Regions from separate parts of the Ovis aries genome. Here region 1 is linked to region 2. A link is a contact called in public Hi-C data. All regions are on one chromosome and are shown on one strand. The core of a region is the stretch at or near the end of the contact, and the rest is flanking DNA. Distances in the headings are between cores, read along the strand shown. Region 1 holds the start of CDKN2D (cyclin dependent kinase inhibitor 2D). Region 2 holds the start of CDC37 (cell division cycle 37, HSP90 cochaperone).

The links. A called contact is a pair of places that touch in the nucleus more often than the background predicts.
Region 1: a Hi-C map of muscle shows a contact between it and region 2, with 11 times the contacts expected there. The contact joins the promoter of CDKN2D here to the promoter of CDC37 in region 2. A contact is called at or near these places in 15 of 16 Hi-C or Micro-C datasets (blood, hypothalamus, liver and 7 more).

The regions. Positions count from the first base shown.
Region 1 is chr5:12,923,708-12,930,701 of ARS-UI_Ramb_v3.0, forward strand. It overlaps CDKN2D (cyclin dependent kinase inhibitor 2D), which reads right to left and starts at 2,165. Exons shown (of 3, transcript XM_042249945.2): 1 at 2,113-2,165; 2 at 1,687-1,842; 3 at 1-723. The coding sequence starts at 1,827. The coding sequence ends at 364. AP1M2 (adaptor related protein complex 1 subunit mu 2) reads right to left here. Exons shown (of 10, transcript XM_060415468.1): 9 at 6,392-6,550; 10 at 3,720-5,826. The coding sequence ends at 5,392.
Region 2 is chr5:12,788,791-12,795,441 of ARS-UI_Ramb_v3.0, forward strand. It overlaps CDC37 (cell division cycle 37, HSP90 cochaperone), which reads right to left and starts at 3,720. Exons shown (of 7, transcript XM_060416283.1): 1 at 3,524-3,720. The coding sequence starts at 3,625.

The DNA.
Region 1 (6,994 bases), core at 915-3,414, 130 kb after region 2:
CCGTAAGCCGGCCAAGGTCGACAGGTTCCAAGAGCCTTGGAAGAGATGACCTCACTCCCTCACTCTCGAGGGCTGGGGTTTTAAACGCTCTGCCCTTGGGACTCAGTCTGTAGGCGTGGAGGAAACTGAACCGTTCAGGTGGCTGTTGCCTCTAGGAGCCCTTCTCTGCCCAACACACCGAAAGGGGTGAGAAAAAAAAACGAGAAATGCACGTCAAACACACACACCCCAGAAATCAACACCAACAAGCCACAAACCGGTGCCCCTCGGCCGCGGGCAGGAGGAGCAAAAGGAGAAAGTGTTTCTTCCCTCTTCTGACACAGAACTCAGCTGGGTCCTGCTGCTGGAGTGGGTGGCCCCAGGTCACAGGGGTGCCACTGTGTGCCGCTGCAGTATGTCCATGAGCTCTTGGGCCCCTCTCCCCCGTGCCAGCTCTAGGGGTGTGAGCCCCCTGGCGTCCCTGTGATGGAGATCAGACTCGGCAGCCAGGAAGCTGACCACAGGGGTGTGGCCCTCTCTCACTGCCAGGTGGATGGGGAGCGCCCCGGTGCCATCGGGTGCGTTGACATCGGCACCGTGCTCCACCAGCACTTTTAGGGTGTCAAGGAATCCAGTGCGGGCTGCATCGTGGGCCGGAGTGGTGCCCGAGGCGTCCTGGACGTTGGGGCTGGCGCCTTGCTTCAGGAGTTCCAGGGCAATGGTGGGACTGCCGAACATCATGACCTGGTGGGGGGATGGGGGTAGAGAAGGGTCAGGGAGTCTCCAAAGGAGGAGGTCTGGGGAAACGGGTGACTGGAGAGAGGGGTTGACAATGCCAGATACAAGGTTCTCAAGAGAAGGAAAAACTCCGGGGAACAAAAACTTTCAGGCAGCTGTTGAGACCCCAGAGAACAAGATCTCCCGGGAATAAGGAACTTCAAAAAACTGGTCACCCCCCGCCCCCCGCTAGGGTATACCCCCGTGGAAATTTTGAAGGAAACTAAGACCCTCCCCCAAGGAACCAGAGACACTTCTCCCCACAGATGGGAAATCATCAGGAACTATGAACCCCACCAGGAAACAGACCTCAGAGAACAGTCCCCTCCAGGAAATGGAGATGGCCAGGGAATTTAAAACTCCTCCAAGGAATTTCCCCCTCCCATATAGTAGGGATCCTTTCTGATGAAATGGGGTTCCCCTTTTGTAAATGTCCCCAAGGGAACACGGACTCCCATGTAATCTGTGACTACTCCCTTATTGGTATCCCCCTCCCCAAATATGCCAGTAAGAAAACCCCGCGGGAATAGAGATTCTCCCCCACAGGAAACTGGATACCTCGCAGAGAACCCCCTGAAAATGGGTACACCTTGGAAACAGGAATCCTTCCTTCCTGCGGTCGGATCGTCCATAGATGCTCCAAGACATTGGAGCTGCCCTCATGAAACTCGGATCCAAAGAAGGTGAACCCTCACCCAGGGAATAAGAACTTCTCCAGGGAAACTGAATCCTTCGCAATCAGAGAACAAGGAATCCTCCAAAGATGGAAAGCTCTCCCCTCCCCCCAACCTAACCCCATCCACCACCCACCTAAGAAAGGGGACATTAGGGAGCCAAGTCAGCCCAGAGACGCAGGAACAGACCTCAGTCGGCTACCAACGGGAACAAGGAGAGAAGAGGGAAGGGGTCTGCGGGCCTGCCCGGGCTCACCTGCAGCGCCGTCTTGCCAAAGCGGTTCAGAACGTCTGGGTGCACCAGCTCGCGGTGCAGAAGGCGGCGCACCTCCTGCACGTCTCCTCGGGCCGCCGCCCCGCTCAGCCGGTCGCCGGCGTGGACCTCTTCCAGCAGCATGTCGATACTGGCGGCCTGCGAAGCCCCCCGCCCCACCCCGCGGCGGTCAGTGAGGGGGAGCCCACCGGCGCTAGCCCGAACAGCCCTCCCGCAGCGTCGCCGGCCTGCAAAGAGGTCGGACTCTCCTGTCCGGGTCTCGGGCGCGACCCCCGCCCTCCCGGCCGGCTCCTCCCCCTGTCAGCCGGTGGGTAGAGAGGGGCTGAGAGCCCAGGCCCAACCCTCCGCTAGCCCGCTGGGCCCTGCCCGGCGCCCGCCCCTTGGGGGCCGGGTCTCCCCCCAACTCACCCTCCCTCCTCCTCTTCGGGCGGGGTCTGTTCTGAGCCAGCGTCTCCGCCGCTGCGGAGCAGGCCGCTAGGGGGCGGAGCCAGAGCTCTCGCGGCCCCGCCCCCAAACTCCGCGGATTTGTTTTCTTATGAACTTGCTACGTTGTAGCCCAGCTGCGATGCCCGGCTCCCGACCCTGTAGTGCTCCGCCCTCCTTGCCAGCGCAGCCAATGGCCACGCGTTGCCAGGGAGGCTTTGGGCGCCGGCGTGGGCGGGCCCGCTTCTGATTGGACGAACTGCGGCGACCGGTGAACCGCGAACAATGGCGGGGTTTTCGGTTTTTCAAAAGCGACGGGCGGGCGGGAAAGAGGGCCCGTTTAACTGACCCAGGGGAGAAAGGTCAGGCGCAGGGTAGCGCGGGCTGCTCCGGGACCTCGGCACTTCCGAGGGAAAAGGAGGCAGGGCTGGGACCGCCCAGTTTGGAGTTATGCGGTGCGATAATATTCGTTAGTTCTTACTGTGCAAAGTGCTTTATTTCATTCACTCACTGTGTGCTGGAGCCGTTCCTGGCGCTGGGGGTCCTGCATTCGAGCTACTGAGTAATTTTAGTGTTAAGCACCGTGAGGAAAATAAAGCATGGAAATGGGGTGAGTGAAAAAGGAATCACGTTTGGCTCAGATTGCGCCAGCCCTGGCACAGCAAATGCAAGGGTGTGGAAGAAAGTTCATTCACCAGCTGCCACGTGGGTGAGACTGGGAGGCGAGAGTCGCGTCGCAGGCTCTTAACAGAGGCCTTCAATAGCGGGGCCTTCACACATTTACCGACCTGCTACTGTGTACTATGCACCCCAGTAGAAAGCAAGCCAGGTGCCTCCTGACTGTTGGATACTTACCTTTTAGAGCTGGAGACGACAATAAATATTTTCAGAGTGCTATACACTGTGGAGCTGACAAAATGAGATAAATAATGGTGTCTTGGGAAAAGAAGGCTTTGAAATAGAGAGGTCGGGCATGGCCACCCTAAGAAGGTGACATTTGATTTGAGACCTGAAGGTGAGGGAAGGAGCCGTGTGTCTCTCAGGAAAAACATACCAGGTGGAGGCGCTACAGATTCCAAGGCCCTGAGCTGTAACCATGTCTAGTAAGTCCAGGAAGAGCGAGGTATAGAGAGGGAGAGAAGGGGGAGGAGGTGAGGGGTGAACAGGTGTGTGGGCTGTGGTGAGCACTTTTACTTTTTAAAAAGAATGGGGAATTTCCCTGGCGGTCCAGTGGTTAAGACTCCGCGCATCTGCTGCAGGGGGTCCAGGTTCAATCCCTGGTCGGGGAACTACGGTCCCTCAAGCTGCTCAAAACGACAGAAATCAATGGGTGGAACCCTGGGAAGCTTCTGTATTGAGGAGCCACGGTCTAGTTTAGGAGTTAATAGGCGCCCTCTGGTGGCTATGATGGGAACTGGCTGTCATGGGAGAGGGAAGCCCAGAGCCTGGGAGCCCAAGGTGGGAGCAATTGCGAGGGCCCAGCTGAGAGATGACCAGGGCTGAGAAATGGATATGTTGCCCACTCTTTTCCCAGCACCCCAGGGGCACCTCTGACATCCCCAGCCCCCAGCCAAAAAGTACATAACAGCAGCTAGATTCATCTTTTTAATGCCATCCTAAAACTCAGAAATGGACCAGTGGGGCCTCTGGGCTCAGCAGCTGTGGAGGAGGGACTCCCCACGCCTCCTAAGGCAGGTCACTGCAAAAAGGCACTCATGAGGGGGACTTCAAGCCCCTCTTCTATTTCTTCATATAAAACTGGGGGAGGGGGAGGGGTGAGAGTCTGAGAGCTGGAGATTATCACTCCCAGCCTACCAGTAAAGGAAATGGGTAGGAGCAAGTCAGGTGCTGGGAGTAACAAACCAGTAATTCAAGAGCTGCCCTCACACACACACACCCCGTCTTCCCTCCTTCTTTAGTGGAGGCTGCAGTGGGGCCTGGGGAGAAGACAGCCCAGGTTCAGGCCCCCACTTCTCCCTTCTAGCTGGTACGAAGTTGATAATCTGTAGGGAAACAATGAGCAGGGACCATCTCAGAATTGGGGGAAGGAGACAGGACAGCACCCCCACCCACAACCCATCCCCTTCCCCAGTGCTCATGATCAACCCCACAAGTTTGTAACAGGGCTAAGGATGGGCTCAAACATGGCGACTGTAACCACAGCAACATGCCTGTCTCCAGGCAACAGACGGGGCTGCTGTGTGTTCAGTTGCTTATCCAAACCCCACCACCACCACCCTGGAACTGGCAACTGTCCCCATTTTAAAGATAGGCAAACCGAGACTCGGGAGGGCACACTGACAAAGATAGGATAGACCTGAGGGCCACGCCTGTCGGTTTTGGAGCTCTCTGAGACAAGATGTTTCAAAGCCCCAAGACCATGCCCATTCATCTCCTTGTCCCTGTCATCTCAGGGAGCCGGGCCACCTTACCGCCACTCTGGGTGATATAGCGGACCCAGGGCAGGGCCTGGTAACCACTCTTCTCAATGATCTTCATGTATCGGACCTGGAAAGGGATGAAAGGAGGTGGCCCAGGGTAGGGGGGACAGAGCAGGCTGGGGCCAGGGGAACATAAATAACACAACTCCCGGGAATAAGAAAGCACAGCCTGGGAGGAATGAAGTAACAAGGCTCAGGACAAAGATGTGACCAGGACAGTGTATGTGTGTGGGGAGATCAGGTGGTCCAGGACAGTGGGAAAGATGGCACGTTCTAAGAGAATTGACCCAATGCAGTTTAGGCACAGGGCAAAGCCAGGGGGGAGGGGAAGCGGACCCAGGCTGAGAGCAGAAAAAGCAACACTGTGAGACTTCCCTGGTGGCTCAGTGTTAAGAATCTGCCTGCCAACACAGGAGACTCGGGTTCAATCCCCGATCTGGGAGGATCCCACATGCCCTGGGTCATCTAAGCCCATGCGCCACAACTACTGAGTCTGTGCCCTAGAGCCCAGGAGCCGCAATTAGTGAGGCCACGTGCTGCAACTGCTGAAGCCTGTGCACCCTAGAACCCGCGCTCCACGAGAGAAGCCACCGGTGAGCAGCCCACACACTACGACTAGAGAAAAGTCCGTGCAGCAGTGAAGACCCAGCCCAGCCAAAAATAAAATAAAATCATTTTTGAAAAACAGAATCTGCCTGCCAATGCAGGGGACTTGGGTTTGGGGGATGTGCGACATGTGGGATCTTCCTTGGTCCAGGAAGATCCCACATGCCAAGGAACAACTAAGCCTGTGCTCTGCAACTACTGAGCCTGCATTCTGCAACTACTCAAACCCTCGGGCTCTAGAACCCATGCTTTGCAACAAGAGAAGCCACCGCAATTTAAAAAAATAGCCCCGACTCACTGAAACTAGAGAAAGCTCACACACAACAACGAAAACCCAGCGCACCCAAAAGTTGACATTAAAATGTTTGTTTAAAGAAAAAGCAACACTGTTCCAGGAAAAAACAAGAATGATTATAAAGGAGGAGATGAGACAAGCCAGGGAACGGAGGTGGTCCAAGCCAAGAGATGAGAGTAAGGGGGACCCACCAAGGTCAAGAAGAGGAACCACCCTGCCCCCTTCCCTCACCTGGATCCCAGAGACAGTGAAATAGGGGATCTCAAACTTCACCCCAATGGGGGGCCGGCCCTCTACTTCCTCCTTCTCCACGCTGGGGAGGCCAAAGTGGGCGCGCATCAGGTACTCCTTGCCCCCCTGAGGGAACATGGGAGTTATCAGACACATTGAGGGCCCCTATACCCCAGACCACTCCTCATGGCAGCCCCCTGGGGGCAGGCTTTGCTCTCAGCCCATTTGACAGACCAGAAAGTAAAGTCTCCTGGCCAAAACTCACAGACGAAGCTTCTGATAGCAAAGCCTAGTTGGGGGCCTTCTGGTGATCATCTCCCATTTTCCAGGGGCCGACGAACATCCCCAACCAAGATCCCAAAGAGAGACCAAATCCTCCAGCAGCCCAAGGATGTGGGTAGCATGATCCTGTCTATTTCACAGATGAACACACTGAGGCTTCATGAGGGGAAGTAGGGTCCCCAAGGCTGGGAAGCTCAGAGAAACAAGGGTGAGGAATCTGAACCCAGGGCTGGTTTCCTCAAGACCTAGGACAAGGAGAGCTTAACCATGCGGAGAGCTTAACCATCATCCAGTTTTATCATCTGCAAAGGACAGCCACGTGCATGCATACGTGGCTCTGATTTATTCTCTACTTCGCCCTCCATCATCAAGGGCCCCCCCAGTTCCCCGGCCCATCCCCGAGGCTCACCGGGAAAGACTTGATACTCCAAATAACCATGTTCTTCTCTGGTACATACTTGGCGCTGCCCACACTGGTCTTGAAGCGAGGGGAGTCAGCGTCGCTGGGGACGGGCACAGATATCTCTACGCCGTTAGCCACCGATTGCTTTTTAAACTGCCCCTTGGCCTGTCGGTGGAGGGAACGTGGGGTGTGAAGAGTGCATTCATGCAAATGGAGACCAAGCCCTTTCATCAAGAGCCCAGAAGTGGGGCCACAATCCTGTCCATTTTCCAGACGAGGGAACAGAGGCACAGAGAAATTAAGGCGTTTCTCTGGAGACACACAGCCAACAAGGGGCAGAGTCACACCCACAAGAGACCCCAGCGGTTCTGCTTTTGGTGCCTTCCATTTGGAAAGTATCATATACCTTTTCCTGCTTCAAAATGTAATCCCTCATTTGAACAGCTCCTAGGGCAGGCTCACCTCAGCCCATTTCACAGACAAGATAATAAAGGCTCCAGGTCAAGACTCACACACTCACACCTGCAAAGCCAGGATGGGACCCTCAGTCTATCAGAATTTTCTTTTTTTTTTTTTGGCAGTGCTGCAACGTGCAGAATCTTAGTTCCC
Region 2 (6,651 bases), core at 2,470-4,969:
TCACCAGAATGGTTTGCTGACTCCAGGCACTCATGGGTGAGTGCCGGGAGACCCGAGCCCTTCTCTCACACCCCACTGGACTGACATGACCAATCATGAGCCTCACTTTTCCCATTTGTTTAAGGGGTGGACAAGACCCTTAAGGCCTTGCAGCCGCTACTGCCTCCCTTTTTTCACGACAGGCCTGTGTCCTTCTGAAACCTTCCCCCTGCCTTGAGAGGGGTTATTAGCATCACCGCTGGCCTCAGGGGATAGCAGGAACCTACCACACTGCTGGTGTCTGCTAGGTGGCCATCAAAATCCTCCAGCATCCTCTGAGCAGCCGCCAGGGAGGCCAAAGCTAAATAAAGGCCTCGTGGAACTGCTGGGGGTGGCAGCCTGCCTGACCTGGGCTTTACACCTCCGGGAGAGGCTGTCAGGCTGGGCAGGGCAGAAAGGTGTGGCGAGAAGGGGCCACAGGCGTCCCTGTTCCCTGCCTTACACAGAGACGGGGGCACCCAAGGCTCACAGAACCTGGATGCCGCCTGGCTCACTGAAAGGAGCCACAAGAAACCAGGGTTGGCAGCTGTTTCTGGCCAAGGGAGCCAGGGAGCTGGAACTGGGAAGACTCACTTGTCCCCTTCTGGAGCCTTGGGATTAGTTTTTATTTTTTACCATGAGCATGAATTATCCAAGCAATGATGATGACAGGAGCTAAAGTTTCCACAAAGCTTATTATGTTCCAGTGTTGTCTTGCAAGCAGTACACATGTTAAATTCATAAGGTGGCTCTCACAAGCCTATTGGGTGGGTACTATTAAGACTGCCAACTGGGGAAACTGAGGCACACAGCGATCAAAACTCACTTCCGGGGACTTCCCTGGTGGTTCAGTGGCTAAGACTCTGTGCTCTCAATGCAAGGGGCCCCAGTTCGATCTCCGGTCGGGGAACTATTAATAGATTCCACATGCTGCAACTAAAGATCCAGCACACTATAACTAAGACCCTGTGCGGTCAAATTAATTAAAAAAAAAAAAAAAAAAAAACCCTCACTGGATCACAGCAAGTCAGTGATATGCAGAAGGAGCAGGATATGAACCCAGTCGGGCAGGCCTGCGCTCACAAGGGTACCAGGCTACCTTTTGGCTAATCCCCTCTTCCACTCTTGGTATTGCTTACTCTTTCCTCCCAGGCGCCGAGCCAAGTTCTTTCAAGATCTAATCTCATTTCATTTTCACGACAGTCTCATGGAGGCGGAGGGCTCGCTCCCCCAAAGCAGTGATGGTCCTGTGGCAGGGCTGGAGCCCAGGCTGCCAGTCACTGGCAGCTGAACCTCGTGCTGGAGACACCAGGCTCCCTGCCTCCACTCATCTCCACGACAGCCCTGGGTCCTCAGCGGTTGGACAGGGAAAGGTTTTGCGCCAGGAGGGAGTAGGGCGTGGTGAGAGGAGGATGCTGTATGAGAGCGGGCATGGCCTCCCAAACCAGCAGGACCAAACCTGGTGATAGAGATCAACTTCGTGACAAGAATAGGTGTTCCCGAGAATGAGCTTTAAAGCTTTGCGGAGAGCTTCAATATTTCATCATAAAATGTCACATATGGCAAGAGAGAAATACTAGAACTTTCTTTTTCCACTCCAGTGGCTTTCCCACCAGGTACACTAGCCAGGTGAAAGGGTTAGTCGCTTAATCGTATCCGACTCTTTGCAACCCCATGGACTGTAGTCCACCAGGCTTCTCTGTCCATGGGATTCTCCCTCCAGGCAAGAATACTGGAGTGGTCACTATTCCCTACTCCAGGAGATATTCCCCACCCAGGGATTGAAGCTGGGTCTCCTGCACCGCAGGCAGATTCTTTACCATCTGAGCCACCAGGGAAGCCCTAGCCAGGAGGCTGCTGCTTTAAGTAATGGGTTGGACCCAGAACTGGGACTAGATGTAGGCACGGATACTGTGTCTCAGCAGGATGAGGAAGGGCGCTTCTAGGTGTTTCTGGATAAACAACTGCAAGCTGATACATGGGAAGACAGAATGAGGTTTTCCTAACTGGAAAGTTCTAGAAGGTATATTCCATAAGTGTGAGAGCAAAGCAGCCCCTGGAATGTGGGTGTAGGAGCTCTGAGTTGGTGGAGCAAGAAGTTAGCACACAAGGTCTCAGGAGAGCCATTCTGTTGGTCTGTGAGCACAGCTGAGCGGCTGCGGGGGTGGGGGGGGGGGTTGCAGGTTGTCGAAAGAACATACAGACTTGGGATTCTGGGGGTCTGTATTTGGGGGAAAATAGATAAAAGAAGGGGCGGTGAATCTGGAATCAGGATGGGTGGGTTCCTTGTAACAGCAGGGTCATTGTGGATGTCTGAGAATAGCACACCAAGTTTGGGTCAGAAGGGAGATGGGATGGATTTGGGTCCTGGACTTGGGTTTGAATGTGGCATTCTGAAGCTGGCAAAGGTTCCCACTGGAAGTCTGTCTTGGGGGTGGGCGGGGACTGGGTGTGAGGTACCAAGGAGGGGCAGGGGTTCTGGCTGGGCAGGAAGCCACGTGGGTAGGGTTTCCTGATGTAATGGGAAATTGGGTCTAACAGTACCAGAGGCTAAAGAAGAGCCTCCGGAATTGGAGGCTCCATCAGGGTGGAGGTGGTGGTTCATTCTGAACAGGACCCAAGTTTCAAAATTCCAGGCCTAGATGAGACTGAGGGCCTTGGGGGGAGGGGGTACCAATCTTTGTTCTAGGGGAGGGGTCCTGGGTGTGGGTTGGAGTCCCAAGCCAGGAACAGAAATCTCAGGGGAAGACAGAATTATTTTATTCAGAGGAGTAAGACTTCTGGATCTGAACCATAAGGATCCAGAAAAGCAGGTCGCAGAACAGACTTAAACTATTGGGAACTCTAGGGTTTTGGAGGACTTCCAGACGGGGCCAGTGGTAAAGAGCCTGCCTGCCAATGCAGGAGACATAAAAGATCCCTGGATCGAGAAGATCCCATGGAAAAGGAAATGCCAACCGACTCCAGTATTCTTGCCTGGAGAATCGCACGGACAGAGAAGCCTGGCGGGCTACAGTCCATGGGGTCACAGAGTTGGACACGACTGAAGCGACTGAGCACAGGGGTTAGGAGGAGCCATGGAACAGCCAAGATCTTAACTGGGTACCCGACTAGGTTCAGGATCCAGATTCTGAGGTAGAAATCTGGGTGTAAATGGAAGATCCCAAGCAGGATTGGGAGGCACGTCAAAAGCTTGTCTTGGCAGTCTAAATTCTAAAAATATACCGTACAGGTCAACCTGGCGTTTCAAGAAGAAACTGGAAGCGCGGGGCGGTGGGGGTGGGGGGGGGGGGGCGGCGCCGGCATCGCGGGCAAGGAACTCAGGGGTCCCGGCAATTCTATGGCCCCGGAATTGAATCGAAGAACCCTAGGCTATTCGGAAAGTCCAGGCTGTAGGGGGCAATCCCAGGTATCAATGGCTGGGGCCCCCCGGCAGTATCAGGGGGTCAGAACTCTGAAGCGGAGTCCCGGGAGTGGGGGAAGGGGCTGGGCGCGCGAGCTCTACCTGGTGCCGCCAGCGGAAGAGGCTAGCGGTGTCGATGTTGGGGTGCGTCTCGTCTTCATCATCAGACACCTCGATGTGGTCCCACACGCTGTAGTCCACCATCTTGCCTCGGGGCCCAGCCCTCCAGGGTTCTGGTAGCGGTGGCGGCGACGGCGGCGGCGGCAGCGGCAGCACTGAGACACAGCCCGCGGAGCCCCGCCCCTTCCGCTTCCGCCCTGACGCTTACACCCCTCCCTCGCGTGACGTCACATCCTTAGTAACCTCAGCAGCGGCACTGGCGACCAAGTTCTTAAAGAGCCCTGCGCACGTGTTCCGGCTCTCGGGAGTCCGCTGAGACCTCACCCCATCCGGCTTCCGGCCTCCACTAGGCCCTTCCTGGGGAATTACGGGTGGGTTCTCCAACCTCGAGCCCCCCTCATCTCCCGCTACCCCACGGTGGGCGTTTACGGCAGCCTTGGGAGAGGGGGCAGTTGGCGAGACTGAAAAAGAGGATTGTCCTCTTAGCCACGCCACAGTGACGTCAGCCTGAGCCCACTACTGGGGCTCGGCCTCGGCGAAAAGACCTCGCTCCCGTCTTTTGTGAAGAGGGACTTAACTTTGTCCTGGAGATGGTGCCTGATGGGAAAGGACCTTCCCAGTACAAGGGGTACAAGGCCCTGCTCTAGGAGGGTCTAAGTGAAGGAAGGTTGTGGCCCTGCCCTCGAGGAGTCGAGATGGGGGCGATGTGGCCCTGCCTTGAGACCTGGTGTTTCCCTGGCTCGGACCACAGCTTCCCCTCTTGCCTCCCCCATCTTCTGCCACTCCTTAGCGGGGATTCGCGCATACACGCCCCCTCTGGAATCACCCGACCGCACTTAACGGGCCTCATTAGCTTGTCTACGGCGGCTCCCCATGCATCCGCTGGGTGTCGCTAGTGTCTAACTAGCGGCCAGTGCGGGTGCCCCGCGCCAGGTGGGGGAGGGGTGGAAGAGCTTGGAAGTGCGCACGCAGGGGGTCTTTCTCCGTCGAGGTACTCTGGGACTCCTCGCAGTCCCTCCCTCTTTCGTCTGGGATCCCCTTCCTCGTTCCAGACTCTAAGAACTCTATTACACTGAGCTTGGGCGACCGCAGCCACACATTTTCATGTATCCCTACCCACGCTTTGATACCGGGATAAAAGGCTGCGTTGCAGCCTAGGGCCAGGATTATCTCAGATTAAAGGGCGCAGGGCGGGGGACAGGGAGAATGGGTAGAGATTCAGCCACTTGAGTGAAGGGCGCCTCTTCCAGACTCCCCCCAACCAAGCAGGCGTTTGGGGGGGCGCTGGAGAGGAAGGAGTAAAGGTCTTTAAATGGGTGGGGTGTGGGGGATTCCCCGGCCCCGGGAAGGGGTGGGGCCATCCGGACAAAAGCGCCCGCCCGCCGCTGCCCCTCCCCCTCACGGTCCATTCAAACCCGCGAGTAGGCGGGCGGGGGCGGGGGAGTCCCCCTTTCCTCCTCCTCCTCCAACCCTGGCAGTTCAGCATCACAGCGGCCGTCAAGGCCCGGGTACGCGCGCGCACGGACCTACATCCCAGCGGGGCTCCCGATCTCACACTTACACACACACACACACACACACACACACACACCCCGGCAAACAAAGGGTCTGGACACCCCGGTCCCCTCCCGCCCCCCAGGCCGGAGAGGGCGGGGCATCCCCTCCCGAGCCCCCCTGCAAGGTAAGCTTTGGACTACGACTGCGGCCGGGAGGGGGACCTGGCCCCTGGGAGGGAGAGGCTCCGGGCGGGGAAGGGGGAATTCCATCGCTCCCCAAGAAAGGCAGGGCCCCCCACGTAGCCGGTTGAGGGCTGCAGGCTGGCCTCCAGGCTGAGGGTGTATAGGGAGGACCCCGAATCGGGATTCCCGGGTAGGCTCGGGGAGGGGGGGAAAGGTGGGGGCGGGGGATGTCTCTACCCAGCTTCGGAGACCGGAGCTGCCCGGCCCCAACGAATCAGGGTCCCAGGAGCCCCAGCTCCCAGAATTGGGGACAGGGCGCCGGAAGCTCCCCCATCAGCGCCAGGCTTTTACTAATCTCCTGCCAACACAGCATCTCCACTCCTGGGGACTGAGACAGAGACCCCTGAGTTGCTTCGCACTGTCCCTCGCCCTCCCAACCACCCACCCCCCATCAGCGCATCTCCAGCTGGATGTGTGGCAACTCTGGGGTGGGGGTGGGGGTCTGGGAATGCTCCTCTGGGCTCCCAAGCTTCCTCTGCTGCATCCCACAGCCACACACTGCTTAGCTGCGGTTGTGGGACTGGGCAAACGGTTTGCCTTCCTGAGTCTCAATTTCCTCATCTGCAAAGTGGGTGATGACTCACCCAGGATTAGGGGAGGTCTTGTTTTCCAGTCTACATTAGTCCGTCATTTATTTTCAAGCTCATTCCACACATATTTCCCAAGTGCCTACTGTATGTCAGGGCCCTGTGGCTGGGTGGTCAGACTACAGCAACCAAAGAGAAGCTGGGTCCCGGCTTGGCTGACCCTGGAGACTGCTGAGGGAGCAAGATCAGTATGTGAACAGAGAAATCCCCTCAGTGATTTTAGACTATGAAGACTAAAATTCCACGAGGCATGGAGAGTGATTTCAGGAGAGGGTGTCCAAGATTCAATGAGATTTTATGGTTTGTATCTGCCTTCATCATTCACTTTCTGCTCCACGGGGGCAGGGCAGGTCTAGAAGAGTGCCTGGTACACAATAGGTGCATAATAAATATTGAATTAATTCAAGAGGGAATTGATTGAAACTATTTTCATAGTGCTTTAGGTCAAATAGGAGGCTGGTCATGAACCAACCCATCCTCTCTCCCATGTTACAGATGGGGCAAGTGAGTCCCTTAGACCCAGAAAAGGGGAAAGATGTCATCAAAGGCAGTACAGGAAGTTGATCGGATGTTGTCATTCCCATACAGTGAGGACGGCTGAAGAAATGGCTGTGAACAGCTGGGAACGGAAGAGAATAGAGACCCGACTTGAGCACAGGTCCCTCCAGGCACCCATGACATCTATCAGCCCCTATCTCTCTCCTCATACCACACAGACACAGCCCTATGTTCATCCACTGAAACGGTATTTACTCTGTCTACTGTGTACCCAGTGCTCAGGACA